Regions from separate parts of the Zea mays genome. Here region 2 is linked to region 1. Evidence: chromatin contacts called from public Hi-C data. All regions are on one chromosome and are shown on one strand. Each heading gives the region's core, a stretch centred on a gene start, on an enhancer-like site or on the middle of the called end of the contact. The rest is flanking DNA. Distances are from core to core; before and after follow the strand shown.

Evidence for each region. A called contact is a pair of places that touch in the nucleus more often than the background predicts.
Region 2: a contact with region 1 is called in a Hi-C map of tassel, with 2.9 times the contacts expected there. The contact joins the promoter of LOC109943568 here to the promoter of LOC100194127 in region 1. A contact is called at or near these places in 2 of 25 Hi-C or Micro-C datasets (ear and tassel).

What each region holds. Positions count from the first base shown.
Region 1 is chr1:307,028,310-307,031,009 of Zm-B73-REFERENCE-NAM-5.0, reverse strand. It overlaps LOC100194127, which reads left to right and starts at 1,414. Exons shown (of 11, transcript NM_001350298.1): 1 at 1,414-1,963; 2 at 2,339-2,418. The coding sequence starts at 1,510.
Region 2 is chr1:307,317,032-307,319,741 of Zm-B73-REFERENCE-NAM-5.0, reverse strand. LOC109943568 reads left to right here and starts at 1,265. Exons shown (of 5, transcript XM_020547058.3): 1 at 1,265-1,938; 2 at 2,021-2,079; 3 at 2,150-2,611; 4 at 2,700-2,710. The coding sequence starts at 1,884. LOC100285229 reads right to left here and starts at 1,215. Exons shown (of 16, transcript NM_001367215.1): 1 at 980-1,215; 2 at 599-878; 3 at 265-512; 4 at 119-164; 5 at 1-43. The coding sequence starts at 1,011.

The sequences.
Region 1 (2,700 bases), core at 165-2,664:
GGGAAGCAGCAGCTGCGACTGCGAGGATGAGGCACGCTAGAAAGATGAGCCAAGGCAGCCATGCGACCGGAAGAGGCGGTGAAGCACGCGCGGATGCCTCATGCCTGGGAAGCGAGGACTAGGCACTCGCTCGATGGATGGCCGTGAGGAGAGACACAAGTGTTGGAGTCAAAAGTGGAGGTGATGGTTCCGATTTAATAGAACAATAAATTATATTAAGTAAGTTTGTACATTAGAGAGTGAGATATAGAGACCGAATTTAAGGGATGTTGTTGGAGATAGAGAAGATACAGAAGACGGAATCATTTAGAGAGTGCTGTAAAGTACAGATAATATTTTTTTAAATGATGAAATTCAGGGGACATTGCTGGAGATAGCCTGATCTAAACCATCCATATAAGGGACCGGTGTTTATCAGATCCACTCGGTTACTTGAGAGGAGAGGAGATCCAAGAAACGCAACTTAGAATAATGGCTTTGAGATGATGAAATTGAATGAATACATTATTATCATGTGGAAACTTATGAAAAGAAAAAAGATGTTTGACAATATTAAGAACATGTAAAAATAACATGCAATACCATACACATTGCGTTTAGATGTTCAACATGTAAACTTTAGATGATTGGAGTAAAGTTTGTGGCAATGAGATACGAGATGTTTAACATGGTGAAGAGGGGTGGAGGGGAAAGAAGATATGATAAACATTGTTAGGAAAGATTTTTTTGGCTTTGATACCATACACATTGGTTGTAATTAATAACGTGCTTATAGAATCGTAGATTACTTGAACTCCCAATATAACATCGATTATCTACAAATAGAACTACCTATATTTAGGCCATGTTTATATCCTTTCAAGATTATATAATCCAACTTATGGATTATATAAACACCTATTGACCTGTTTATGGATTATCATAATTTAAGTATCTAGATTTCATAATCCATTCAATAATCTATATTGTTTGTTTATTTCTCAACTTATTGGAGTTGTTTGTTTGGGATTAAAGCAAACCGTTTAGATTATAGACACAAAAACTGTAGAAATAGTATCAGCAGATGCAAAAAGAACAAATTCAATTAAGTTGAATTATATAATCTAGAGGGTAAATAAACATGTCTTTAATATCTTCGAGATTAACATCTAATAAACTATCCTAGACCAAAGCTTACTTTAATTGCTGGAAGAATGCTGTACAAATAATGGTGGTCGGGAAGCCAACCCAAAAGAGAATGGATTTAAAAAAGTTGTGAAAATCAAAAGCGGTCGGAAAGCAAAAGAGGCGAAGAGAGCATAGGAGAGCAAAGCAAAGCAGTAAAGACACTGAGCAGTGAGAAGGCCAGGAGGGAGAGCCAACGCCTGGCAAATGCAGTGCAATGGCCGCCACCCACCGTCCCATTCCTAGCTAGCTTGGAGCCTTGGCAGAGCAGCAGCCAGCAGCCTGCCCAGCACAAACCCAGCAGGGAAGGAAAGGAGAAGAGAGAAGGAGAGGTCGAGGCGAGCAATGGAGGTCGTCGCGTCCTCCGACCAATATCGCTCGTCCTCCTCTTCCGCCAGCAGCCCCGCGCGCCGTTACTACCTGCCCAAGCCCGGCGCGCTCCGCCGCCCCATCTCCTTCGAGGACTCCCCCGACTGGGACGACATCCACCCCGACGACACCATCCACCTCGCCACCGCCGCCTCTGCCTCCATTTCCATTGCGAGCAGCGCCTACCCCTCGCCTTCGCCCTCCCTGCCCCAAGGGTCCTCCTCCGCCTCTGCTGCATGCCGCGACCGGAAGGTGGCCGGAGTTACCCTCGTCTGGAAGGACCTCACTGTCTCCTCACTCGCCGCAGCCACAAACCGCTTCTCCGACCGCCTCGTCAAGAGCTCCAACGGCTACGCGCTGCCGGCCACTCTCACCGTCATCATGGGCCCCGCGCGCTCCGGCAAATCCACCCTGCTCCGAGCAATTGCAGGTTTACTTTCTGTTTGTCTCTCCCACAAATCTGTTCTATTCTATTCTATTTTGTACCCAAAGCATGAACTTTCGTTTTCATTCATGCTATTGCTCAAGGGAGTGTTTGAATGCACTAGAGCTAATAGTTAGGAGGTGTTTGAATATACTGGAGCTAATAGTTAGCGGTTAAAATTAGTTGAGACATGCAAACACCCTAACTAATAGTTCAGCTATTAGCTATTTTAGTAAATTAGTTAATAGTTAGGTAGTTATTGGTTAGCTAGCTAATTTCACTAACAATTTTTAGACAACTAAGGGGGTGTTTGAATGTACTAACAAATAGTTCCAGCCACTGACTTTTAACTTCCACATTTCCCTTTCCTCACTCCATCAGGGAGGCTCAGCTCTACTGAGAGGATATATGGCGAAGTCTTTGTCAACGGCGCCAAGTCTCCCTTACCATATGGATCATATGTAAGCGCCTTCTTCCTAATTTTGCATCTGAAATGGCACTAGCAGTACTTTCAAAAGCTTTCATCAGTGTCAGTGGGTACATTTACGATTCCCACTACGATGTTCACATCCAGGGAAAACGCAAGTTACAACTTTTCCCAACTTGCAACAACTAGTACACTAATTAGGTTTATATCAAGCAAAGCTAGTACATTTTGCATGGGTCAATCACAATGTTCTTTCATCCATACTAGTACCAGTCATTCTATAAGCTTGTATGCTTACATTTGTTGATGATACAGT
Region 2 (2,710 bases), core at 16-2,515, 290 kb before region 1:
CAGGCATCGTTCTCTGTGGCATACCAACATCGGGCTTGATGTCCTGAAGATTGATGGAGAGAGTATTAAGGAGTATTGTTGAGTGAGATAATAAGATAGGGTAGAAGGGATATGTTACAAGTTGCTGGTTCCTTGGATGAAGCTGCTGCTGCATAGGCATAGGCCTGAAAGGAGAAAGGGATGGATCATAGTCAGAACAGGGTCATGATAATTAATAGAGTTGATGAGAGTGGTTGTGGGTGGATGAGGTGCACAACAGCTTACCCAGTGTGGCTAGGTGGTGGTGACTTTAGAAGCGCGATCCTGTTTGCGTCTAGGAGATGCTGTGAGGCGTCGGAGTCAATAGGGTTGGGGTTCCTGACTCGGTCTTGCATCATTTTGGACGCGAGGACAGCGGAGACATCGGAGTTGAGGGCATTGATAGAGGCGGGAGGAGAAGCATCTCTTGTAGTGTGGAGGTGGGGGTTGTGTTGGTGCAGCAGCTGCTGGAGCCTCATCTGGTGCTCTCTGGACTAATAAAATAGAATCGAATCGATTGATTGATTGAAGACATGGGGGCACGCAAGTAGTAGAGGATGAGTAGCAGTAGTACACATACATCGTGAAGGGGATGAGGAGGAGGCGCCCCGGTCCCGGCGCCGATTGGCTGCTGTTGCTTGGCGGTGTGGTCGATGAAGGCGGCGGCAGTGGATGTGGATGAGGCTTTGGCGGTGGACGAATGGAAGATGTCCCAGAAGATGGACCACCACTCGAAGAGGAAGCCGCCGGGGGCGTCGATGGCGACGGGGTCGGTGGCGACCTTGCCCTCGGCGATGAAGGCCTTGGCGGTGGCCTGCAGGTTGCGCTTCACCAGGTAGTCATAGATGTAGACGTCGAGCCTGGACGGGATTGGGATTGGGATTGAGATTGAGATCAGGATCAGACAATCATCGTCATAAAATCAAATCGAAATCGAAAGAGAAGGAAGGAAGGAACTCACATCTTATCGGCCTCCCAGTTGGTCCGCGCCATGGATTGATTGATCTCGCGATCGATCCGCGAACCCAAACCAGGTTGCAGCCCACAGGGGAGGGGAGCTACTAGCCACTAGAAGCTAGCTAGCTAGCTAGCACTGGGTGGGGTGAGGGATCGAAGAGGGGGGCGAAGGGGCAGACGACAGCCGTTCCGATTCCGACGAGGGGGTGAGGGGAGGAAGGGAAAAAGGATGGATGGCGGCAGCCGGCAGGCAGGCACAGCAGCGAGGCACAGCAGCGGCCGGCTGGCTGTGTCTGCCTCTGACAGGAGAAATTTGCTATTATGGATGTCTTAAGATGCGGCTTCGACGATTTAGAGGCGTAGGCGAGTGATTCTCTATTATGGAAAACAAGGGACAACCCACACTTCAAAATGGACATGACCACGCCATTACCAGTTTTGAACGGAGATTAGGGCTGTTTAGACAGCCGCCGTCCCAGCGCCGTGAGTGCTCTGCTGCTTTCCCGTCTTCTCCCTTCTCGCTCTTCTCCTTCTCTCAAACGCACCAGAGAGCTCTCGTCTCGGACCGGCTTGAACTCCGCCTCGCCCGTGAGTTTCTCCACCCCCACCCCGCTGTTTTCCCCCCACCGACGGAGAATTTTTGCTGCGGGCCAGGAATTTTTGCTGCGGGCAGAAGAACTTGGGGTGCCTGCCGCGTCGCCCTTGTTCATGCAAGCAGTGGGAGTCGTCACCAGTTTTCCCCCTGAGAAGGTTGCTGCCAAACGTTGTCTAGGACCGGATTGAAGTGCGCCGCCCACCCCGCTGTGTTCCACCCCGATTCGTTGAACTTCTCTGCCCCATTCGTTGAACTTCTCTCCCCCAACCAGATCCAACTCGTCGTGTGTTCCTGGCCCGTTAGTTTCTGATGGATGATTTGGAGCTGTTCAACGACGCGGACATTGGCATTTCTCCCCCCCCCCCAAGGTAGTTAATATTGGTCGACCGTGCTATGATTATTGTACATATAACCATTGGTTTTGTAAATAATGTGTTGAATTACTGTCAGGTCCCACATTGTCTTCACCGCATAGTTCAAGTCCCTTACGTGGTCAGACTGCTAATAAGGTATGTCTCCCTGCAATATTGTAAACTATAGTGAGGTTAGCAAGGTATGTGAATTCAGTTGGTCATGCAGGACAACGATTGGGAATTTTTTGTACTAAGCGATTTTTGGAATGAGGAAGGGAGACGTGATGTTCCAAGTGAGATGCAAATGTATTCTGAACTAGGTCTGAATGAAGAGGACAAGGCAAAGGAAAATCAAAGAGATGAATCCGTTTTAGGTGGTACTAGTAATTTGGATCAATCGGAGCCTATTAATTTTGGAGACAATAGTATAGACCAACCAATGGAGGACTTCCTACCAAATGAGAAGAGGGTTGTGTATGATAAAATGAATCTGTCAATGCAACCTGGTAGTTTGTTTCCCAACATGAAAGAATTTCGAATTGCTATGAGGCAATATGCCATAAAACATGAGTTCGAGCTAGGAATAGAGGTAACTTCGACTACCAGATACGTCGGATATTGTAAAGGTGATGATTGCCATTGGAGGATTTATGCACGGGAAGAAAAGAAAGGTTTACCGACCATTGTGGTATGTTAAATCATACATTTGTACCACAGCTATGTTGTGAATTTATGGTATGTTTGTGTGCATAGTTGTGATTCGACTATTTTTGCAGGTTGCTGTATT